Linked DNA regions of Sus scrofa: region 1 is linked to region 2. A link is a contact called in public Hi-C data. All regions are on one chromosome and are shown on one strand. Each heading gives the region's core, a stretch centred on a gene start, on an enhancer-like site or on the middle of the called end of the contact. The rest is flanking DNA. Distances are from core to core; before and after follow the strand shown.

Region 1 (3,035 bases), core at 459-2,958, 360 kb before region 2:
CAAGGGAAGCCCGAGTCCAGCCCCTCTCGGCCTGGCATCTCCCGAAGGAGGTGCAACCGGAGAGTGAGCACAAAGTTCAGGGAAGGATAAAAGGCCTGGGTGTGCAGGGGCGCTTCGGGCCTCTTGCAACCTGCTTAAAAGTCGCTTCACAAACTCTCCAAGGCTGGGGTAAATATTTACTCCCTCTCCACCTCCTCCCGCCCATTTGCCCTCTGCAACTCCAGAAAGTAACTGTCCCCTGCGGAGTGATTCATGCCCAACTGTGCCCTGCGAAAATGCGGCCTCTTAAAGGATCAGTGCAGGAGCCGCGGTTCCGCACCCCCCCACCCCCCGCCACGGGACGCACCTCCCTGCTGCTTCTAACGCTTTTATTTCTTTTGTTTGCTTTTTCCTTCCTTTCTTTTTTTTTTTTATTATTCTTATTTTTAATGCTGTCCCTGGAGAGGAAAAGAAGTGAAAGAATCTCAAATCATCCACAGATGCGACAACTTTCACTTTTCCTCTCTTAGGACCCAGGCCCGCCCCCGACCCTCGGAGGGGAAGCGCAGGCTGCAGGAAGCCCCCGCTGCGGCGCTCCCCGCGTGGACCCACCCGCGCCTTTGCGCCCGGCCCCGGGCGCGGGGCGGGGAGGGGGGGGGCGACGGGGACGCAACAGCGCGAAGGCGGGCGCCGGAGCTCCGGGGGCTCCCGGAGTTCCTTTTAGCCTCGGGATGCGGAGTGGAGGCGAGGGGCGCCGTCGTCGGGCTGCTGCGAACTTCGTCCATCACCGCCACCACCAGCACCCCGAGGTGAAACTCTGCAGCCCGTCTCCGGGGGGCCGCGGGGTCCGACGCTCGGAAGGGGAGTATCAGGCAAGAGGGGGCGAAGGGAAGCCTCGCTGCGGCTGCTCTGGAAATCTGGGCGCCTTCTGACAGCCATTTTCATTTCCTCCCGCTCCCCCCGACGGGGACCGGGTCTGGACCCGGCGGTGCGGGCGCGGCCGCAGGAGCGGGCTGCCCGGTGCGGGGCACCGCGAAACAAAGAACTTCGGGCGGGACGTACCTGCGGCGGCGGCGGCGGCTGTCAAGTCCCCGAACTTCCCATAGACCCGCGTCCGGGGCGCGGGCCGGCGGGCGGGCGGGCGGCTCCGGGCTTCCGCGGGGCCGCGGGCGGCGCGGGCTAAAGCGGGCGGCCGGGCAGGGCGCGGGGGGCGCCAGCCGCAGGCATGGTGCGGCGCGGGCGGCCGCGGGGCGCGCGGGGAGGGCGGGTCGGGGCGGCGAGGGTGCGCGAGGGCGAGTGTGCAAGCGCGCCGGTGGCGGCGGCGGCGGCGGTGGCGGTGGCGCTGCCCCTGCCCGCTCCCGCCCGCTCGTGCGGCTCCGGCATCGGTTTCAGGGATCGTGTAATCCGATCCCTTCTGACTCACAGGCCCTGAGTGACAGTTCTGATTTGGTTCACCCGCGGGAGGGAGGGGAAAGAGAAAGAAAGAAAGCCCCCGCCGTGCTCCCCTCCTGGCGTCCAATCGACTTTCTGGAAGAAGGTCCCATCCCGGCCTGCAAGCCCGCGCGGGCTGGGAAGCGCCCCCCGCCCGGACCCGCGCAGCCGGCGCTACTCACGGGTGGAAAAGTTGTCCCTCGGCTCCGCGCTTCCCTCCCTCGCGCTCCCTCCTTCCCTCCTCTTCCTCCTCCTCCACCCCGCGCTCCTCCTCCCCCAAGTTTTAACAGATGTTGCCGGACTCTCGGCTCGCGCTCCCTCTGCCCCCGCCCCCGCCCCCGCCCCGTCGCTTTTCTTTCGGCCCCTCGTCGGAGCGGTGGGGACGCGCCGAGCCGCAGGACGCCCGCCGCCGCAGGGGGCGAAGTTGGGAAAACTTGGAGGAGTGCAGCTCGCCTTACTTTTGCTTTCTCGCTCCTTCCAGGCCTCGCCGGGGGCCCGCGCTTCCCCGCCCGCCGGGTCCCCGCGCCCGCAGCGGGTCCCAGCGGCGACGCGGGCGGCGGCGAGGAGGCGGCGCGGGCCGGGGTCGGGGGCTGGCGGGGTGGGGGGGGGAGCCCGGAGCCACGCGCGCGCGCTCCCTCCCCGCCCTCCGCCCCCTCCGCCCCTCCCCGGTCCTCACGCAGACACATTCAAGCCTGCTCCTCCTCTTCCCCCTCCTTGACCCCGCGCCCGCTCGGCGCGCCGAGGCCCCACCCACCCGGCGAGGGGAAGGGGGCCCGGGCGTGATGTCACCGCCGCCCTCCCCGCCCGCGCTCGCGGGGCCGCCCCGCCGCCCCCCCTCCCGGGCGCCCCGCGCGCCCGGGCTGCGTCTGCCGGCTCCCCTCGCCTCCCACCCGCCTCTCCGCTCCCCTTGCTCCCGCGCCCAGTTTGGGCTCCGCTTTCTTCTTTCAGGGCCTCTCGGATCACAACCCCCGCCCCCCCTTGGCTCGCCCGCTCCTGGTACGTTTCCCGGGGCCAACCCTGAAACTCCCGCTTTGGCCGGAGATGCTTTTGCAAAGTTCAGGGTTTTCCTCGCCACCGGACTCGTCTGCCCTTGGGGCCAGATCTGGGAAGTGGGAACTCCCGTTGCCCAGCCTGCTGTCCCCGTGGGCCACCCTATAAAGGACACAAAAACAAAGCCCCGGGGCTTGGAGCGTGGACTGAAACGCGGTACTCTTCCCAGAGCTGCAGAGTGTCTCTGTGCCTGATTTATTTTCAGCGGCCTGTACGAGTGAAATGATGTTCCCTCTTTCCTCAGCTGGCCAGCCTGCAGGCGTCTCTTCGTTTTGCAGTGTACACCACCTGAATCTGTAACCCCAAAGAGGAGTTCCCACGGGGGGGAACAAAAGAAGAAAAAGAAAGCGAACCCCGGTGGCGCTCCCAAATCCACCCTTCCCAGGGTAAGCTGAGACCCCACCCACCCACCCGCCGCCAGCAGCGCCGCGGAGCTCAGGGTGCACTTGTGTTGACTCGCTGGAGCGTCTTGACTGAAGGAAGAGTGTGGGTGGATGAATGATTAGCTCTTATGATCGGAAGAGCATTTTGAGATTCACATGCTTCACTGGAGAATTCTTCTTTCAGCGAATTAA
Region 2 (3,150 bases), core at 261-2,760:
GACTTCCACTCTGCTGATGAGCCTATGCCGGTTCACACTGGTTTGGAGTCAGTCTACCCCTTCCCCACCCACAGAGCTCCTGGACCAACTGAAACTCAGAAACAGGCTTCCACACTTCCTTATGTCTCTGGGGAGGGGCCTGGGCAGGAGGCTGGCTGGGGTGGACCCCCCAAATTCCATGCCTGGGTGCACCCATGCTTTCCTCACGTGTACCTGAGTAACTGGGTGCTTTTTCCTCCACCCCCACCGTGTGATTTCGGAAAACCAAAGGGTTCCCAGTAAATGCCTTTAGTTGGCTTCCACCCAGAACCCTCTTTCACGACCAACCGTACCACCTGATCACTGCCTTTCTCTAGCATCCAGTAATAACAATTCGCTTAGAGCCCGTGCCCCCACAAGACCGTGGCCGTGAGGACCTAACTCAGTGCCAGGTTTTGGTAGGATGCTCGGCAAGTATTTGCTGAAATAACGACAGAATTCACCCAGCTTCCACACTTCAAACTGATCCAGCTGTGTCCTGCCAGGCTTTATCTGAAGCAGATCCATTGCTTTAAACTTGAATAGAAAAAAAAACATAACCTGGAAAGGTGATCCTAGGAGAAGGACTAGTATGAAATCCTGGTACACATGTAGGTTCTGAAGATAGACCATTATGGCTCCGTGCCCAGCTCTGCCTTCACCAGCTCTATGACCTAGAAAAATCTTATAACTGCTTTGCATGCATTTTCTGCACTTGTAATATGGGGCTAAGACTACTACCAAACTAATAGGGCCATGCAACAATTCTGTGAACATAGCTAAGAAATTTTAGGCTGTTTTCATCATTCAAAAGCTCCCTTAATCAAGGATACTGCCCTGGCCATGTGGTCAGATCCCAATTCTCGGGACAGCGGCCATTGACCCAACTTCTTCTCTCATAATTCATGAACTGGAAGCGAGACTAGTGGGGGGTGGGGGCAGCTGCTGCTGTAGTATGAAGTGTCACAAGGTGCTAAAAAGCTTAGAAAAGGTTTTAAGCACACACATGACTCTTTTTCTCCCCACTCCCCCAATTCCAGTCTGGTAAACTTTGCCAAAACACTCTTGGCCATGACTAAGAAGAAAGCAAACGCATCTAATGGTGAAATTCAAACCAGAACTGGACTCACTGGTTTGCCTGGCGTTGATTGTGCAAGACACTTGGGACAATGCAGAGTCAGGGAGGCGAAGTCATGGAACAGCAGCTTTCAAGCTTGCTCCCAGGACCCAGGCTTCGCTCTCACTCAGCCCCATGACGGTCCCTGGGATAATTAAGGACCGTGGTGTTCTGCCTCTGTCAGCTGAATTGCAAAGAAAGTTCTAGGACAGAATAAGCTGTCTTGCACCCAAGCAGCCGTTGGCTCTTGGCACTGGACCTGGAAACAGAAGTTGGCTCTAAGTCAAGCTATAAAAGCGGTTGTGTGTGGAGTACGTGTAACTGAGCAGCTGCTGACATTGCAGTGTTCCACACAAAGTCTCAGGTCCACCTCAGACGTTACAACTCAGAGATCTCTTCATAGCTTTCGCTGGCAATTGCAGTAAGGTTTCCTTAAGGAGATGGGAGAGGCCAGGCGGAAACAGCTGTTTTCCAAGCCTGCGAGCCCTCCTGTCCTTCATTCCATGTTTCATCCAAATAGAGAGAGATGCGCATGTGACAGGGACACAGCAAAAAGCAGGACAGGCAAACCCCACGCCAGCTTAACCAGGGAAAGGGAACTGACCTAACATTGTCAGGGAGGCATCAGAGTTGAATACAACGGGGAGCGCCATGGGAGAGAGCTCATGATTTTTGTGGACCAAGCATTTGTTGTTATTATTATTTTTTAATTAGAGAAAGCCTAGTAAGTTTCCAACTAACTTATCTTGGTCAGTCTGGAGAGATGGGGGAATAATGAATCTGAGAAATCTCTTCTAATCAACCGTTCAACCTCTCCCGTCATGCATTTTACCAAAGCTGCTGTGTTAGCACTGCCTCTCTTTCCTGCCTCCCTGTGCGGAGGAGTTTGTGAGCAGTAAAAATGACTACAGGTCAGGCAGTGGAGGGGAAGAAGGGGAGGAGGAGGAAGAGGAGGAACTGAGGCCCCAGATAATCTTTAAATTGTATAATCAGGTTCCAGAAATTTGACTTCATCTGTGTTATGGAGTTCTGCACAAATAAATCTTACACTAAAAGAATGTTAGAGCTGGGAGAGACCTTTAAAAAGAGCCTTAGAACTCTATCTATTTAGGGGGATAGATAAGGCCACGTTTATCCCGGAATAAAGGGCCGATAAGAATGTCGTGGGAAATAAATTTCAGTTGGATAATAATTCACACAGCTGACAAGATGCTCAATATGTTCACAAAGCTCCATAGGTGCACAAACCTAGGAAAGTGCTGGTTCAAGAAGGAAGGCGTAATTTTTTTTTTTTTTTTGTATTTTCTTGGGCTGCACCCGTGGCATATGGAGGCTCCCAGGCTAGGGGGCCTAATTGGAGCTGCAGCTGCCCACCTACACCACAGCCACAGCAACACGGGATCCGAGCTGCGTCTGTGACCTACCCCACAGCCCATGGCAATCAGCAATGCTGGATCCTTAACCTACTGAGCGAGGTCAGGGATCGAACCCGAAACCTCATGGTTCTTAGTGAGATTCGTTAACCACTGAGCCACGACGGGAACTCCAGGAAGGTATAATTTTTTCTGAAGAAACTCTGAAAGGTAACCCAGGAGCAGGCTAGAGTTGTTCTTCATCACTGGAAAAGCACTAACATTTATGGAAACATAATGGAAATTAACGTTTCTGGAGCATCTGTACAATGCACATACACACATGTGTGTTGTATGTTTTCACTTGTTTTTCTCCTTTAACCTCCATCATACACCCGTCTTCAGCTCTTACATGAGAGGCACCTGACCAGTCGGTAGGGACTAGATGGGGCTAAGGGAAGATTTCCTGGGGTAAGTGGGCCCTGTGTTGACTCTTGAATGAGGAGCAGTGGTTGGCCACATGGCAGGGAGAAATAGGGGAGCCCCCTGGCAGGGCAGGGCATGCGTGTGGGCAAAGACACCAAGCCAAGAAGGAGGGTGGCCTGGTGAAGGGCCTGCAGGAGCCAAAGGAGAAAACACATCAAGAAGCAGGCAACTGTTCCA

Evidence for each region. Hi-C and Micro-C count contacts between places; a contact is called where the count stands out from the background.
Region 1: a Hi-C map of fetal skeletal muscle shows a contact between it and region 2, with 2.6 times the contacts expected there. The contact joins the promoter of GLI3 here to the enhancer-like site in region 2. A contact is called at or near these places in 6 of 47 Hi-C or Micro-C datasets (alveolar macrophages, embryonic fibroblasts, fetal skeletal muscle and 2 more) and 1 of 2 datasets of contacts at active chromatin or transcription factors (skeletal muscle).

Annotation. Positions count from the first base shown.
Region 1 is chr18:52,402,136-52,405,170 of Sscrofa11.1, reverse strand. It overlaps GLI3 (transcriptional activator GLI3), which reads right to left and starts at 1,708. Exons shown (of 15, transcript XM_021078945.1): 1 at 1,593-1,708. LOC110257576 (a long non-coding RNA gene) reads left to right here and starts at 2,221. Exons shown (of 5, transcript XR_002340376.1): 1 at 2,221-2,406; 2 at 2,705-2,846.
Region 2 is chr18:52,039,146-52,042,295 of Sscrofa11.1, reverse strand. No RefSeq gene overlaps it. Among named protein-coding and RNA genes, the nearest start is that of C18H7orf25, 120 kb to the right of the region's middle. Within about 2 kb of position 1,510, at least 3 of the 83 cell types and tissues checked have an H3K27ac peak or open chromatin away from gene starts, as enhancers often do. A contact at or near this core is called in fetal skeletal muscle, where this site is marked.